Regions from separate parts of the Mus musculus genome. Here all the other regions are linked to region 2. A link is a contact called in public HiChIP or PLAC-seq data. All regions are on one chromosome and are shown on one strand. Each heading gives the region's core, a stretch centred on a gene start, on an enhancer-like site or on the middle of the called end of the contact. The rest is flanking DNA. Distances are from core to core; before and after follow the strand shown.

Region 1 (2,885 bases), core at 355-2,854, 260 kb before region 2:
CTTGGGTCACTTAGGAATTCTATTTAAAGCCTGTGGGCCCCTTCATCCACAACCCAGAGCAATCCTCTCAGTCCTCTCCCTTCATCTTGACACAGCCCTGTGAGGAGTGAGAAGCCCCCTTGCTTCATCTCACTCAGGGTTTATGGGGGTCCATGTATTTTTCTTTCTACTCTGCTTTGGTCATCTCTCAGCGTTGCTCTGTGGGAGCCTTAAAGGGTTTAATTTTAAAACCAAAGCATATTTTTGAACCTTGGTATGTCTAAGTCCCTTCCGGCTCATGGCAGCTGTTCTCTGTGGACCCCTCTCTCCATGTGTCCTTGGCCAGGTTACTGACCTCTCTCTGTCCCCCTCCCATCTGCAACAAGGCTAATGACTGCAATCCCCATATAGGAGGGAGCAGAGGGTGCACCAGGGGACAAACCAAGAATAGGAAAGCATGAATATCTTAGCTGCCATTCTTATCCAAAAAGGAGGCGCAGCGTGAACCTCCTCTCTCAACCACACAACAAGCCTATTTTGTTGTTTTTATTTGTTTTCTTTCACTTAGTTCTGAGACAGGGGCTCACTATATAGTCTTGGCTGGCCCACAACCTACTTCATAGACCAGACTGGCCTTGAACTCACAGCACTGAGATAAAAAGTATTTGCCACCACACTGGGCAAAGCCAGCTTTACAGACCACCAGAATGTTGCGTTTATGTCACCCAAGTAAATGCATTTTTTTAAAGCAATGTGTCACCTTGTTCTTTCTACAGGAATAGAATTCCTTCAAGGACCATTTCTTACAGGAGAGGGAAGACATGGAGGCACAGTAAATGGGTAGGTGACAGGCAAATGGAGAGCCTGGCACTCATGTCAAGGACAAGATAAAGCCTGTCTGCACGGGCTGAAGTAGGGACATTCAGCAAAGTGGTTTTTCTCTGGGCTGTTTGGTGCTTACAGTTTGCCCAGATCCTAACCCAAACTCAAACTGGAACTTCCTGGATGGCGCCACCTTGCCTTGGCAATCCTTAATTTATTAACTCAAAATGCTTCCCAGATCCTGCCCAAGACCTCTCTAACCTGGCTCCCAACTCTCTGTGCTCAGACTCACTGGCCTGCACTGTCACAGCTTTGAATGGGACTGTCCTTGAGATCCATAAAGAAGTACTTCCCCCGGATCCCTCACCAGCCCAAGGCCACTTGCAACCTTCATGGGGGTGTGGGGGGGGGGGGGAGAAACACGACACTGTCCTGGTTTCCACTGGCAGCAACGGTTACTCAGGCTGCCTCCAAACAGCCAGAAGAGTTCCAGAGTCCACAGATCTTGCTTCTCAGTGGCACACACATTCATAGACTTCTCTAAGGTGCTTCCCTGCAGGAGAGCTCTCTGTGAGCTAGGTCCTTACACAGGAGTCTCTGCTGAGGAAAAGCCTTGGACGTGGGGTTAGGAAAGCTGTCAGAGGCTGTTTTGCACAACATCAAACACATTCCAGGCCTTATCTAATCAGGGAGCCTTCTTCAACAGCCATGCAGAGGCTGTTCCTGCAAAGCATTCCCCAGGCAGGGCGAGGGCCTTGATTCTAGAGGCAGAGTAATGGCTCTTTTGGCACAGGCAAAGCTGCCTGGCAGCTGGAGCTTTGAGGTAACCTCTGACCCTCTCCCACAGTTCCTCCCAAGTCCCGCCGCACCACTCTAAGCCACCCTCAAATCCCAGGCTCTAATTGGCTCTGGTTTGTTTTGCCTTTCTCTTCTGTCCAGTGCTTCAAAAGGCACTTCAATAATTGTTTGAGGCACGAAAAAGGCAGGGTTCAGCTTTCCTAACTGGAATTGGAGGTAATTACTGTCTTCCATATTCGAGCCGGTACATGCTGCAAATCACATGGCTCTGGGTTGCTTTCCAGCGGGGTGGCCAGGTCTCAGAGCTACAAGGAGGATTATAGAACTTCACAAAGGCTCTGCTTCAGAGAGAGAAGAATCGACAGGTCTCAGAAGTGCTAGAGGAGTTGTTTATACTCTTCTGCTGTCCGCTCGAGACTGTCCTGAGAGGTTTGGTCTGAAGAGACTTCAACTCTACCCTGGAAGTTTGGGATTTGCTTTTTTATTTTGTTTGCTCTCAATGGGCAGGAACTGACCCCTCCACACACACACACACACACACACACACACACACACACACACACACACACACACACACATAAGCCCCTTCTTGTTTGAAATTAATAACCACATGCTCGACCTAGGCTGCCCAACTTCAGAACAGAACTTCAATGAGTGAGGCTAAGACCCACCTCCAAGAACCAGAATAAGGATTCCATTTTGTGCATTCAAAACAGCAAACCCAAATGTGGAGAGTCTCTGGATCATCCCCCTTCTGCTCCTTGTGGACCCGGAGGGCCTTGTTTAATCGATCAGCTGATTCACAGGACGTCACTCACAGTGAGAGCGGTTGCTGACCCAACCTCAGAGGGTGTGTGAGGTCCACATGAGGTTAGCCCATGTGAAGTGCCTGTCTGGGATCTGTGTATACCAAATGTTCAATAAATATCAGCTAACAGTCACTGTCAAGGAGGGCCTTCTGATGCCAAAGGAGCCAGTCTGAACAGAGCCACCGTGAAATAGTACAATGAAGCAGGAAGGGCTAGGGTGCCAGCCCCAGTGTGAAGTGTCTTCCCTCCAAAGGGAATTGTCTTAAACATCTGAAGTTACCTCTGTCTCAGCCTGGCTCTCGCTCACCATCCTGAACGATCTCATCCAGGTGGAGGGCTGCTGTCCCCACTGTGCTTCTGGCCCTTCTCTTTCCAATGTCCTCCTCAGAGCTCTCAATGTCCTCGAACCTTGACTCCAGGTCAGTAAAGCCGATCAAACCGCACATCCCGGCAAGGGCTCGGTGGAAATCCCCTCTG
Region 2 (2,829 bases), core at 304-2,803:
TTCTCTTGATCTTGGTATGGTTACCAAGGGGACCTCAATGTCTTCTCTTGAATCTGTGCCATCATTTAAACTGAACGTGTTACCAAGTGATCTCAACACACTCTCTGTGACTGTTTCCTTCAGGATTTTTTTGTTGATGGCATTTAGCTTCACCTAGGCACCGCATCCTTAACCCAGGGATTACCCAAACATCATGGTCTGTTCTCAATTCCCCACTGCAGTCTCCCCTCTGTACTTTCTGAATCCGTGTTGGATCTTGTTCTCCTTTCCCACTGCTGCTACCCCTCAGGGGACACACAGACGCTTTCTGTCTGGCCTCTGCTCCCCTTTAGACCTATTCCACATTATCTTCAGAGTTCTTTTTCTGAAACATAATCCAATAAAGTTGTTGTCTTTCTTTTAAACTACCATGAGCTCTTCTGCAACTCTGAGTATTCTACCCAAGGCCCATCACCATCTCCGTTTAATTTAACCCACTCAGCTCCCCACCATGACTCTACGATTATTTTTCTATTTCCAGCATGCTATGCCATTTCAAACATTTCAGCATTCATACAAACCATTCCCTATGATGGTGCTGTTCCTTCCAACCTTAACACTCGGAAAATTCAGATTTTTCATAAATTCCCAATTCTACTGTCTCCTTTTCTTTGCAGAAATAGTTGTTTCATGCTCTGTGTTTCTCCATGTGTTTTGTTTGCTTAGTTAAAAGGCACTAGCACAGTGTATGTCCTCAGGTCTGAGGTGGCATCTTAGGATTTACAATTTTCTCTCTGATGACTAGTACACTCAGGTGCGTAATAAGCGTCTATGAACTCAATGAATAAGCCCAGAGATTAATGTGTTACAAAAGCAAAGAAGCAGACATTCCAGTATGACTCAATATAATCATAAACTAAAACAATTTATTTTTTAAAATATAAGCTTCATGGTGGGGAATATTAGCCAGACCAAATAATATAATCATTATGTATGGCCTTGGCTAAGATGATCAAAATTGACCTTTCAGTGCTGTAAACTTGTCTCTTGGTAAAAGCACACAGTGCCTGATAAATAATAAACACTGTATATGTGTTTGACATTGTCGGTGTTAGAGGCTTATACATGGGTCCACAGTCCATCTGCATAGATACAAATGGAATCCTAATTCTAAGTTACTAGCCTATAATAACTTACCTTAACATTAAGAAATGAATGCTCGCATACCCAAGTTTGCTAATGCACACAGAAATATTCTGCTTTAAACACATGGAACGAGCCAATGGCCTTTGGCCCCAAACCATACATAGCACTGGAGGATGGTAGGCCGAAAGACTTTTGGCGATTTCTTCTAGGTTTTTGTATAGACTAACATCAAGCCAATTTATCTGACCTCCCTGATCCACCCAGCCCATCTAGTACCTTTAGCTATTTTTTTCTAGAAGCCTGAATGAGTCAGAACAAGAAAATGATTAATCAACTTGGAGAGCTTTGAAAGCTGGAACAGAGCCCTGCTGTGAGTAAAGCCTCGGAGCTGTGGGACTGTAGCAGTTGGAAAGTTAGGGGATTTCCATGGTTGGAAACATTTGGCCGGCTCGCCGTGCTCCTCTGACCTTGCAATAAGACAGAGCAGGCCTAGCCGGGTGATTTACCTCTGACAATATCCCATGTCTGCTGCCTTTGGCTATGTGCTCTGACTTGACAAAATCAAAGTAATTCCCCCTGAGCCTTATGATTTTGGATCTGGCTCAGAAAATCCCCTCTGCTTTTTTTCTCTCAGTGGATAGTATTCTCAGTCCCTGGCTTCACTTTTAACTGTGAGGTTGAAATTAGACGTACACACACTGTGCTTGGCCATCAGTCGGGGTGTGTGTACGTGTGTGTGTTTGTGTGGGGCGGTTCTCTTCTTCTGTCAGGACAGGTTGGTTTCACAACTCAGGAAATACAGCACCATCTTGCTTTTCTTCTCTTTTCCTTCCCTTCCCTTCCCTTCCCTTACCTTCCCTTCCCTTCCCTTCCCTTCCCTTCCCTTCCCTTCCCTTCCCTTCCCTTCTTCCCTTCCCTTCCCTTCCCTTCCCTTCCCTTCCCTTCCCTTCCCTTCCCTTCCCTTCCCTTCCCTTCCCTTCCCTTCCCTTTCCTCCCTCCCTCTCTTCCTCCCTCCCTTTCCCTTCTCTCTTTTTGCCAGTTGTTACATAGCAGGCACAACTTAAAATCACTTTTCCAGTTGAAGTTTTGAATTATTTTCTGGTTCCCTGCTACATCTATTCAAATTCTCCCAAATGTTTTACTGGGGCCTTAATTTCTGTTTTACGATTTTGGTTTTTTTTGAAGATACTATTCTGGTATCATTAACTTTTAGATGCTTAATGTGCTGCAGATAGTGTGTCTGAGCAGGGCAAGTGTGCTTTCCGGTTTCTCTCTTACCTGCAATGCTACACTGGGGTAGGGCCTAGTGGCTTTCTCATGTGTGTGTCTTCAATACTCACATCTCATCTCAGCCTCCATTTCACTGCCTCTCCACATTATCTCCTTTCTTTTGTTTAAACAGATGAATCGCTGGGGTTTTTATTTCCAGATCTTTCTGCCCTATCAAGGCATCGATGATGTTTACTGTGAGTGTGCTATCAATAGTGTGTCAGTAAGATGTTCTAGACTTGATTATTTCTTGGTCTTGTGTGTCTGTTTCTCTCTTTAATGTCATTCATTTCTCTTATACAACTTCTTAGGCTCTCATCCACTAACACAACAACAATAACCCCAAAAGATTTAGGCAAAAATTTCTGCTTAATTCTCTTACTTATCAGAAAAGATTCAGGTTCTTTCCCCAAAGCAGCAAACACTGTCATGTAT
Region 3 (2,960 bases), core at 63-2,562, 410 kb before region 2:
CATGGAGATTAGGTGCCCATGCACTGCTATCTCGGAACTTTGGTTCTAAGGTCAGAGCTGGATGGGACTCTGCCTTAGTTGGGATCCAAAGCCTCAAGGGGCTTGTCTTAGTCCTGCACACACATCATGACCAAGAAGCAAGTTGGGGAGGAAAGGGTTTATTCAGCTTACAATTCCATACTGCTGTTTATCACCAAGGAAGTCAGGACTGGAACTCAAGCAGGTCAGGAAGCAGGAGCTGATGCAGAGGCCATGGAGGGATGTTCTTTACTGGCTTGCCTCACCTGGCTTGCTCAGCTTGCTTTCTTATAGAACCAAGACTACCAGCCCAGAGATGGTCCCACCCACAAGGGGCCTTTCCCCTTGATCACTAATTGAGAAAATGCCTTACAGTTGGATCTCATGGAGGCATTTCCTCAACTGAAGATCCTTTCTCTGTGATAACTCCAGCTGTGTCAAGTTGACACAAAACTAGCCAGTACAGGGCTAAAGTCCTGGTTCTGTAAAACCCTGAGCTTTCCTAAAGCAATCTGTAGGGACCTAGGACTCAGGTCCCTGGAGACATCCCTGTGAAGGTCTCCTAAACTTCTCATCTCCATGTGTGTGTGTGTGTGTGTGTGTGTGTGTGTTTGTGTGTGTGTGTGTGCATGTGCGCACGTGGACATGTCTGTCTGTCTGTCTGTCTGTCTTCTCTAGGACTAACCCAGATAGCCTAGAACAGGAACAGCACATCTGCTATTCATGTCCATATGGTGGTGCAGACCCTACCTCCCTTTTCTTTATTTTTTAATTAGTATACAAGATAGTGGGGTTTAGTTTTTTCATTTTTCATACACATTTTTATTCTTGGTCCTTCCCTTTCTTAAGGAGACAGCTTTCTGGTATAGAGATAGAAGCCCCGCTTCTTGGGGACAGCTCTGACTCTCGACAGTCTTGGCAGGAGAAAAAGTGTGACTTTTTGAGAGTACAGTTTGTACTAGGACTGATCGCCCCTGCCCTCCAAGTCCTGAGGACGACGGATTAAGAGCATGGAATAAAGATGGTGACTGGATGAAATTTTAGAGCGCCTTTGCAGTGGTTTGGCCTCCTCACCAGGTGCCTGCCACCCTTTGGAAAGCTGATCCAGGAAATTTCGCACCGGAAGTCGTAGGCAGCTCCAATCAAAGCAGTCTTCCTCTAGAGCACCCTCTCCCCACTCCCTTAAAGTCTTCTCTCTTCTTTCTTAAAAATTTAAAACTCACATACAGTTCAAAATTTATCAGCACGTGTGATGCTGTGTGGGAGTTGGCTCTTTGCTTCTACCACGTGGATCCTGGGGCTTGAACTCGGGCTTTTCGCTTCCGTGGTAAGCGTCACTCACTGGAGTGTACTGCAGAGTGTCGTCCCACCCACTGTTTGAACTTTGAATTTATATGCTCAAATAATCCTCCTGCCTCAGTCCCCCAAGTAGCTGAGACTACAGATGTACACACCCTTGCTGGATTTTGAGCCCCAGTTCCTCAGCTTGTCCCCCCAAGTTAGATATCCTCCTACTCCTCCTCTTGTTCCATCTGTCTTTCAAACACTGCAAGCATGGCTCACGCCTGAGCCAAAGCCGGTTTTGCTGAGCTCATCAGAAAAGCTGCCGGTGCGGCAGCGGTGCTTGCTGGGAGAAAGTCAGTGGCCCCTGCAGGGCTCACACAGGGCTCATGGAACGGAACGGGTGTGAACTGCCACAGATTCGCTCTGGAGCCCTGAAGTCTCTCACATAAGGATGTTCAAAGGACATATTCACTCTCTAGGATCCCTTTCTTGGGTGACTTCTTGCCTCTTCCTGCCTTCTTCTGCAGCCTTTGCCTTCTTAACATCTGGGAACCCCATGATGGCATGCAAGGACTCTAGATGTCCAAGGAGCCAGCCAATCCTCCAGCCCTGCAGGCTCCATTGCCACAAGCAGTTTGAGAGCTTCTTCTTGCAAAGACAAGTAGGGAGAACACTTCCAAGCTATGCCTGTTTCTTCTTTATTTTCTGACCCCACCCCCACCCCCGGGGGTGGGGGCTGAAAAGCCAGCTGGGTTTTTCTTTTTCTTTCTTTCTTTTTTTTTTTTTTTTTGTACAGTACGTTTTGGCAGCCCCCCTTTTTTTCTGACAGAAAAAAAATAACAGGCATATTTTGGGCGATTACTCAACTGGGGTCCTTTGTGACAGGATACGCAGCTGCGTGACTAATGGAGCCGGCTTTCTCCTGGTTTCCTTCTCCTTTCAAAGCTCTTGTTTACTGCCCTATACCAAAAAGGGGGGGAAAAGCCATACGCTACAGATTTTTATATGTTAAGAAAAGCTTTGTGAAACATATAAGCTATAAATCCTATGGATAGTCCATTTCCAGCACGCCATCACCCACCCTCCACCCCAGCGTCTTTAAAGCTCTCAAGCTCTTGACTCAGGACATGGGAATTTTTTTTTCTCACTTGCGTCCCTACTTTCTTCTGAACATATGTCCAGCAGATCGTGTGTGTGTGTGTGTGTGTGCGTGTGTGTGTGTGCACATGAGTGTGCTTGCAATGGGGGGGGGGTTGGGGGGCGGGGAGCAGGATGGGAACCATATTTATGATGCTTAATTCAACAATTGCTAAAGGAAGGAGTAATGACTTCCAGGGGTTCAGGGCCTTTGTGTTTCCATAGCCTATGACAGTTTTGTGGTGTAAGCAAAAGTTATTAGAAAGCACAGGACTAGCTTAATGAAGAAAGGTATCTGTTGAATGGGGAGGGATTGCCTCTTGACAGGAAAGTCTGACTTGTTGGCTTTGGGACTCTGAAGTCTGGGCTTTCCCGGAAAAGTGTTGGAAGAGATTCTCTTTAGCTTGTTGTGTTTGACGACTGGAACTGGAAGTGTGGGTTTTGGAGAGACCACCAAATGGCTTTCTAGAGATCCATGGCTTTGTACTTCGCAAAAGTATCTGACCTCTGGGTAAGAAAAG

The links. HiChIP or PLAC-seq counts read pairs in DNA pulled down with a chosen protein or histone mark.
Region 1: a contact with region 2 is called in an H3K27ac HiChIP or PLAC-seq map of heart atrium, with 7 read pairs. The contact joins two enhancer-like sites. A contact is called at or near these places in 11 of 484 Hi-C or Micro-C datasets (the 3T3-L1 cell line, Sertoli cells, bone marrow-derived macrophages and 4 more), 3 of 115 datasets of contacts at active chromatin or transcription factors (embryonic stem cells, fibro-adipogenic progenitors and heart atrium) and 2 of 9 other capture datasets (embryonic stem cells and embryonic trunk).
Region 3: an H3K27ac HiChIP or PLAC-seq map of embryonic fibroblasts shows a contact between it and region 2, with 5 times the contacts expected there. The contact joins two enhancer-like sites. A contact is called at or near these places in 3 of 484 Hi-C or Micro-C datasets (bone marrow-derived macrophages, cranial neural crest and nephron progenitors) and 6 of 115 datasets of contacts at active chromatin or transcription factors (CD8 T cells, bone marrow-derived macrophages, embryonic basal ganglia and 3 more).

Annotation. Positions count from the first base shown.
Region 1 is chr12:79,858,505-79,861,389 of GRCm38.p6, reverse strand. Gm36132 (a long non-coding RNA gene) reads left to right here. Exons shown (of 4, transcript XR_381728.4): 4 at 756-2,547. Among named protein-coding and RNA genes, the nearest start is that of Gm36132, 7.6 kb to the left of the region's middle. Within about 2 kb of position 1,604, at least 105 of the 459 cell types and tissues checked have an H3K27ac peak or open chromatin away from gene starts, as enhancers often do. A contact at or near this core is called in Sertoli cells, heart atrium and uterus, where this site is marked.
Region 2 is chr12:79,599,200-79,602,028 of GRCm38.p6, reverse strand. The region is part of intron 7 of Rad51b (RAD51 paralog B); the gene reads right to left. Among named protein-coding and RNA genes, the nearest start is that of Gm36048, 200 kb to the left of the region's middle. Within about 2 kb of position 1,553, at least 157 of the 459 cell types and tissues checked have an H3K27ac peak or open chromatin away from gene starts, as enhancers often do. A contact at or near this core is called in Sertoli cells, embryonic fibroblasts, heart atrium and 1 more, where this site is marked.
Region 3 is chr12:80,013,178-80,016,137 of GRCm38.p6, reverse strand. No RefSeq gene overlaps it. Among named protein-coding and RNA genes, the nearest start is that of Gm36834, 4.9 kb to the left of the region's middle. Within about 2 kb of position 1,312, at least 109 of the 459 cell types and tissues checked have an H3K27ac peak or open chromatin away from gene starts, as enhancers often do. A contact at or near this core is called in embryonic fibroblasts, where this site is marked.